Regions from separate parts of the Mus musculus genome. Here region 2 is linked to region 1. The links are chromatin contacts, called in public HiChIP or PLAC-seq maps. All regions are on one chromosome and are shown on one strand. The core of a region is the stretch at or near the end of the contact, and the rest is flanking DNA. Distances in the headings are between cores, read along the strand shown.

Region 1 (4,113 bases), core at 1,025-3,524:
ACCAAGTTAATTAATTATTAAAAGATCTATCTGAAAGTAGAATAGTGGTTTCCTGGAATATTCACTGGTAAGCAGTTAAAAGGAATATCTTCTAATGTTCTCTAATACACAGTAGCAGTGGGTGATAGCCACTGTGAATTGTGTGTTTCAGAACGGCCAACAGAGAGGACTGGCAGTCTCGAGCACAAGCAACTAAATGGTAAGTGTTTACTATAATGATACACCAGTCCTACTCTTCTGATCATTACACACTATACCTGTACTGAAATATTATATTGCATCCTATTAAATGGCTATTTTTCAGAAAAGGAGCTGCCTTTTAGAATTGCACACATTGAAGGTGCTGCCTCTCACAGTGGGTTCTGTTATAAATTGTGTGAAGCAGATGCTAGCAAAATAGTCTAACCCCAGAGCCAGATGGCGTAGGAAAGGAGATAATAACACCCCAAGGTACTCTGGAGCCTTCCTAGCTCCTCTGGATAATTTACCTTGAAATACTGGGCAGGGCCAAAAAAAAAAAAAAAAAAAAAAAAAAAAAAAAAAAAAGCCTTCCCACAAGTCAGCAGATGCCCCTGAGCTCTGTGAAGGTACCTGAAGCATCAAGTCTTGAGGAGGACAAGATAAGAACAAGGAAGTCTTGGGAAGTTTCAACCTCACTGTCAAGTTCTCCAGGAACTTGGAAGAAACTAAGCACAAAGAATGCTGGGACCAGAAATGCAGAGACCACAGTATGCAGGGGGAGAGGACCCTGCTTTGTAGGCAGATGCATGAGGGCAGGACCCCCTTCCCGGGCACACACCCCTCTTTCTAGGAAGCCAAACCTCCCAGAAGCCCCTATACCCTGGCTTAAAATAAGATTCTCCTTTTCTGGCCGCTCAGTGGAGGCTGACAGCAGCCTGGCAGGCTCACTGCTGAGCTCTGGACTTGTGCCTGTCTGAGACTCCAGGCAGAGCCAGGGATCCTAGGAGATTAGGCCAATAGGGGCAGCAGAGAGATGGCAATTCAGCTTATTTCCATCAATACCTGCAGGGTGCCTGGTGCATAGAAGTCACTCAATAAATGTATTCAGTTGAGGAATAAACTACCAGACTCTGTTTTTTTAAAAAAAAAAAAAAAAAATGGAGTAGTTTGGTAGGGTGCACCCAGCAGGTATTTGTGTTTCCCCTTTGTAAAACTCTGAGGCCTCTGAGGAAGAACAATTCCCTTATCCCTGATGCTCTGAGCCTAAAGGGAGAACTTTCACCCTGTCTCCCTAGGGTGGAGAACTTTGCATAGTGAGTGCTGGCTTCATGGGAGGCAAAGCAAAAGAGAAACTACTTTTTTTTTCAGCACATACAGGGTCCCTGCTCAGCCTAGGGGAGTTTACCAGAGACCTTACCAAAGAGCTGAAAACGGGCACTGCGGGGTGTCTACCATCCAGTCTTGCCATGCCTTAGTGACACCTCTTCAAGAACCAGAGTAAAAATGTAGCACACCCTGGGCCTCCACCAGCCTTGAAAAGGAACCTCATTGTGAAAACAGAGCTCCTCCAGCCCCCGGCCAGGCGACACTCTGTGGTTTTCGTTGTGGCTCTGATGACTCTGTGCGCTTTGCTGCCATGCCCCCTCCCCCCTTTCTCCCATGTAAATGTATCAGATCATTTGTACAGTTGCCCTGGTATCAATAGGTAAACGGTTGCGTATTAAAACATTTTTCTTGCACCCTAAAAGTTCTTCTAAAACCCGCATTGTGAAAGAAGAAACTGAACCACTTTTGGTGAAAAATATGAGCCACCAGCACTGGGTCGCATGGAGAAGTTAGTCCCTAAGTGTTGATCAGTGTGACTCTAAGGACAGAGGGAGTTGGGGGATCTCAACTGCTTATCACACCACTACAAAGTGTGGCAGGATCAAAAGAAGAGTCTGACCCTTCTTCAACTTGGAGAAAGTGTGGGTACTTGGCACACATCACCTGCACATGCGACCTCCTCCCAGGGAAAAGGCACTCAGGTTAAAAGCCTTGGAGACCCGTGCCCCTCTGTCCCTCCCATCCCCAACTGGATCCCGGGACTAGATGGGGCTCACTTGGACCGACTTACTTGAGTTCCACTGACCATGAGCCCAGCCATTGTGGCAGGAACCCAGCAGGCGGGCGGCACTGAGCAGGGTGGCGGGCGGCGCAGTTCCGCACTGGGAGGTCAGCTGACCAACGGAAGCCCTAGACTCCGGTCGGCCACCAAGAACTGTGCGCAGCAGCGCTGCCGCCGCTGGCTGGCTCAACCCGGTGCACGTGAACCTGCACCTCCGGGCAGCTCGCAGCGGGTGGCCCGCGGCGCTGCACCCAGCGTGGGAACCCCACGCGACTACTCCTCTCTCCTGCCCAGTTCCTGTCCGGTTCCTCTACGGCCCCCGCTCCCCAAAAGGTGCCCCTTCCAGAATCCAATGCCCAGAGCTTTATTGCATTCATCAGACTCAGACTTGAAGTGAAGGGTGAAGGGGGTCCCCATCGTGGACGTGTCAGCAGAGTTGCTGCTAGTTCCCGACTCAGAACTGGGCCTTCCCAGAATTTCACAATCTAGGTTACATAACCGTCCTCAACTGCTGGAAGGAGGGGCCTCTTCACTCAAAGTCCCCAGTACAGTCTAAAAAGTATGAGCTTGCTAGCAGTGGGGAATGGGTCTCCTGGTGGGATGGAGTTTCCATTTGTTAGAGAGAAGGCTACAAGGAAAGGTTGAATTTTCCCCTTAAAGTGTCAGCTGGTCATACAGCCCCTACTCTCTTCAGGCCCACCACCACCGCAGTAGCTGACAGTAATGAAAGTTAGGGCAGGAATATTGATAATGTCTCCTACTCTCAGGATCCTTTTGTTCTTATTCTCCTCCAAGGGAAGAGACATGTGTAAGAATCAAAGCTATTAATCCTGTCGGCAGCACACACACGAGCCTAAACACACATACGTGTATACACACACACACACACACACCCCTCCCACCTCACCCTCACCCTCCAGAAGGAAGAAGTGACCATTGTCACCTCCTGACTGGGAAATCCAACCCAAGACCAGCAGCTCCCACATTCCAGATTTCCCTCTGGAACCTTCTTCTTGCCTGCTCTTGCCTTCCCACCTCCACCCTAAGGATGGTGCCAGTCCTTACCTATCATTGGGGTCGTGGCTGATAGATAGGCCTAGAGCAAAGTCACGTTAGCAAGAGAAAAACACATTTAATCCAAGTTTTCCATGGTAGGGGAGCCTTCAGAAATGAAGGTGTGGTGGATGGGAAACCACAGGCCTGTAATGACAGCACTTGAGGGGCTGAGGCGGTATCTCAAACTGGAGGCCCGACGGGGCTACATAACAAGACTGTGTCTCTGAGAAGAAAATAGTGTGTATGTCCGTGTGTGTGTGTGTGTGTGTGTGTGTGTGTGTGTGTGTGTGTGCGTGTGTGTGTGTTCATGTGTGTGTGTATGTGTGTGTATGTATATGTTGGTATGTGTGTGTGTTCATGTGTATTCGTGTGTGTGTGTGTATGTGTATGTATTCATGTATGTTCGTGTGTGCATGTGTGTGCATGTGTGTGTGCATGTGTATGCATTCATGTATGTTCATGTGTGTGTGTGTGCATGTGTATGTATTCATGTATGTTCGTGTGTGTGTGCGCTCGCGTGCGCTCGCACAAAGATACAGCTCAGACTGGATGAAGCTGAGTTAGCTGAACAGGAATATGACGGACAAAAGGGTGCACTATTGAGTGTGTAAACATTAAAGGGAGAGGGCAGGAGAGCATCCCTCCCCCAGGGAGCCCACTGGGACTCTTCTGGGATCAGGATCTAAGGACTCTCCATCATACAAGGCAACTTGATTTCTTTGCGACCAGCTCCCACCCAGAAAGACAGCTTCAAGTAGGATCTCTAGGATGTAAGTCTTGCTCTGAGGGAGAGGGGGTCAGGTTCCCAGGATCCACCTTGGGGATGAGGAGTCTTGGCTTCTATGACTCATTTCTAGAGAGAGACGGTGCTGGAGACAGAAGAGCAGGAGACAGGAAGAGACTGCTTCTGAGGCTGAGCTGGGACCTTCCCTTCCCCATAATTATTATTACATTGTGTGTGTGTCCATTATAACATATATACATGTTCG
Region 2 (4,113 bases), core at 719-3,218, 250 kb before region 1:
CACTCATGCGTAACACGTTACAGCCCAGCAGGCACACTGATTAGCCAGGTTCCATAACTATAAAGTCAACAATAATCTACCTACGTGCCCTTTCTGCAGGTGGCTCACCTGCAGATGCTAAGGAAGCCGGCAACAGTTCGGGAGACATTATGTGAGAGAGCATTATGCGTAAACATGAGTGTTCCAGCTTGTCCTTAACTGCACCACAGGGACTCCAGACCTGCAGAACAATCGATTACCCCCGTTCACCATCAAATGCAACTTTTTCCTGCTCCCTACGAGTTCTCCCCACTGTAACTGCATTTGTTCTCCCTGTGCCTTCTGTTTCCTGGCTTCTTCCTGCTCTCATCTCTGCCTTCCACACAAAGGTTACCGTGTGTCCCCAAGAGGAGGTGGCAAGAAGAACTCCTTTTCTAGAGCATGGAAATGCCAACTTGATTTTTCCAACAGTATTGAGCGGCTGCTGTGTGTGCCCTCTTCAGCTCTGCCAGAACTATTAGCCACACCTCGAAATCCACCTCATTGGGGAATGGAATTTCTGGCCACAGGGAAAGAGGCTAATAGACACATATACACATAAACATATATATATAAATACATATGCATATGTACACATGCCTACTACATATGCATATATATATATACACCTACACACACACACACACACACACATATATATTTTTTTTCACACATGTGCTTTTAGACTTATGACAGAAAAACTAGCCAGTGGGTGATTACCGATTCAACATCCCTATTCCAAGGTTCTAAAAATGGCCCCTACATCTCATTAGAATAAAGGGGGGCTTTGTAATCAAGGAAAATGGCCATTGGGCCAAACAAGAAGAGCAGATTCAACACCAGAAGATAGATATCGAGGTTATTATCCCAATTCTTTGGGGCCAAACAGATGCTGCATCTCTTAGTGCTAATAGGACAGACTGACTCCAAGCCTGTCTCTGAGGACAGCCACTGGACCTGCTGAAAGCAGCAGGCAGGAAGCCTAGTGGGCTGCGGTAATGAAGAGCCAGTGTCTGACACTGGGAAGAACATCGCTATGTGGCACAGTGATTTACTCCGCCCTACTCAGAAATGGTGTAGGAAGTTTGACAACTCATAAAAATCATAAATTATAAATCAATTACTGGAGATAAAGCACATGACTCATCCTGGTCCCATTCATTCACAGGGCTTAAGACCCTCTTGTCAGACCGCCTGAGCTAGGTGAGACAAAGAAGAGAAGCCCCCAGGGACATTTCTGCTGCCCAGCCTTTGTTGGTAAACCTCCGACCCTTGTCGGGTTCACCTTAGTCCAGAAGGGCCTGCCTCAGGAGACGAGCAGGAGATCCTGGGAATACGCTGAAAAGAGCAAGGTGACGTGGCAGTGAATATTAAGAGAAACAATAGGTTCTCCTGGTTCCCAAAATTCCAGATGAAGTGAAAAAATATCCTTTTAAATATTTAGAACATTTAGCCAGAGAAGTCTACACATCCCACAAGCAGACATACCTGCTAACATAACCCACATATCCAGCATTCATCTGGTATCATTTATGATCAACAATTGTTTTTAAAAATTGTTCAATATAGTGTCTGCTGAGTTTCTCGTGCATAAAAGGAGATTTTCCCATTCTTCCAAGAGAAGCCAGAGAGCTCATTCACAGGCTGCGAAAGCTTCTCGTTCTGTCTACTCCCTGGAACCAGAGAGCAAAACAGCCCATGCCACCTCAGGCCTGACAGTCTCTGAAGCAACTGTCTCTATAGCAGTCAGGAAAATGACAAGAGCCCTATCAACTCTTCTGCACATGGGCTGAGGGGATGGTTCAGTCAGTAAAGTACTTTTTCTACAAGCATGGAGATCTGATTTTGATCTCTAGGACCCACAAAAAAGGAGGGGTGAGTGTGGTAGTGTGTACGTGTAGAATCAGCGTTAGGGGGTTAGAGACAAGCAGACACCTGGTGCTCCTTGGCCATCCAACCAAGCCTAACCAGCCAACCTCAGGCCAGTGAAAGACACTATCTCAAAATAATGAGGCAGATGTTGCCTCCTGCCTCCAAACGACACTCCTGCCACCATACCCCACAGCTGCCCCAGTCAAAGAAAACATCAACCTGCCTGAGGCCGCATCACTTCAAAGGTGTTCCTCTCCTCCCACCCCACAGACAAATTTCAAAACCAAGCAAGTAAATGGCAGTGCAAATACTCCTATTAGATATTTATTTTGTTGCAAAGCTTGAAAACAGTCAGGAAAATGGAAAAGTTACTTTTTTTCCCCTACACAAATTTGTTAATGGGTGGCATAATGGGGAGGCCTGTTTGCTGGAAGTATGTGAAACGTCTACAAATTGCCTCTGCCGAGCATTATAGGTTGTCAGACTAATGTAGTTGAAGATAATTTGGCCTTTCAGTGAATTGAACCTCACAGCACGATTATACTCCACAACCAAGTAGAGTGTCACAATTATTCTTTCATGCCGAATTACCATATAATGTCATGAGTCTACCTGTCATAAGTCCTGTAGCCTAGGCTGAATTTTTCCCCCTAAATCTATGGTTCCTGAAAAAAAATAATAATTTTTTTCCTTCTAATGGAAAGCTGATTGTTTTTATCAACAATAAATTTCATAGCAAATCAAAGGATATGCTTGGACAAACAATCCGATACTCAAGGTTAAAAAACATACAAATAATAAATTGCTGGTGTGTCATGTTCAATTTTTACTACAGCATTACACTGCAATAACCATAACAGGATCTAAATTGTTGTCAGAACACTAAACAAACCCCCATACTTCACAAAGGCATCCTGTCTGAGTAATTCACACAACGGAAACAACTATCAAATTTTCCACTGTCCCACCACCACAGCACACATCAGTACAATTTATGTATTTGGACAATTCGTTGAATAAATTACTTCCATCCTGCCGGCTCTTGCCACTTCTGTTAAGAGTCATATCAGTTTTAATTGTCTTTCTGTCTATATGGAGCCACTGTTTTTCTGGCTTTTTCCTGTGTTATTTCCTAAGCTCCAAAATAGATTATGAATACCCATCAAAGCCAGGCGCCGGGACAGTGGACTGCAAGAGAGGGGCTTCCTGCCGGGGGCCAGCAGTGCCTCCTTGTCTTTCTACGTGGGAGCTATGGGACGTGTTCTCGGGAGGGTTACAGATCATGGTATTGTGAGCAAACACGGTCTTTCCAACATTGTAAGTAGCTAAATGCTAAAGGTATCCAAGACCCCTCAATCTGCTCATGACAGCATGCAGCCCACCATGGGACATAGACTTAGCCTACGTATAACAGCCCTGATGGTCAGAATCAAGCTTGTGTCAGACCCCGCTGACCATTGCCGCTCCTCCAGCAAAGGACAAGCCCAACCTCTAGACTGAGTAACTAGCCTTGTTCACAGGGGTGTGGGGTGGTATTGGGATGGGGTTGGGGGTTGGAGACAACACATTAGAAGTACAAAGGATGAGCATCATGAGCAGGTATAAACTCGGTCTGTACCAGGAGAAGGGAATGACTTCCCATAGTGATCCTTGCCAATGCTTCCAACAGCAGGCTAAATTGACATGGACCAAAGGGAATCAGATCAATTGAATACAACTGTTTCTTAAATGAGCTCTTCTTAGGTCGGCCTCTAGTTTAGCAAGTTGCATTTGTGTGGCCAAAGCAGCCTGCCAGGTTGGATAACTTCAAGGACACGTGTGCCCAAGAGGCTCCCATATAGCCCAAACCATTCTGGGTGCCAATTCCATAAGTTCACCCCATCCATGTCCTCATACCCACATAGAGACTCACATACCAAAATGCTATGATCTAAGGTATTCAAAACCCATTAACCTCTGTTTACTATTTCCAACCAGGAACTCCATCAGTGAACAGACACACAACACAAGCTCTGCTCTGAATCAAAGAGCTGGATTATTGAGTGCTCAGGATAACTCAGTTTTGCTTCTAGAAATAAAAAGGGGGGAATGTTCAGCAGGGTGAGCCTTAGAGCCCTTGCTTTCCAGTTAACTTGGTAGCCTTGCTGGTGCTTTCGAGTTAACTTGGTAGCCTTGCTGGGTAGCAGAAAGTAAGTCTTTCTTTATAACCCCAAAAGCAATAAT

The links. HiChIP or PLAC-seq counts read pairs in DNA pulled down with a chosen protein or histone mark.
Region 2: an H3K4me3 HiChIP or PLAC-seq map of the SCID.adh cell line shows a contact between it and region 1, with 8 read pairs. The contact joins the enhancer-like site here to the promoter of Lrmda in region 1. A contact is called at or near these places in 8 of 115 datasets of contacts at active chromatin or transcription factors (the SCID.adh cell line, acute myeloid leukemia, bone marrow-derived macrophages and 5 more) and 3 of 9 other capture datasets (liver, macrophages and pancreatic islet).

What each region holds. Positions count from the first base shown.
Region 1 is chr14:22,017,873-22,021,985 of GRCm38.p6, reverse strand. It overlaps Lrmda (leucine rich melanocyte differentiation associated), which reads right to left and starts at 2,274. Exons shown (of 7, transcript NM_028275.1): 1 at 2,078-2,274. The coding sequence starts at 2,107. It overlaps Gm41106 (a long non-coding RNA gene), which reads right to left. Exons shown (of 2, transcript XR_874397.2): 2 at 3,181-4,113.
Region 2 is chr14:22,268,861-22,272,973 of GRCm38.p6, reverse strand. All of the region lies in intron 2 of Lrmda (leucine rich melanocyte differentiation associated), which reads right to left. Among named protein-coding and RNA genes, the nearest start is that of Gm41107, 240 kb to the right of the region's middle. Within about 2 kb of position 1,968, at least 7 of the 459 cell types and tissues checked have an H3K27ac peak or open chromatin away from gene starts, as enhancers often do. A contact at or near this core is called in the SCID.adh cell line, where this site is marked.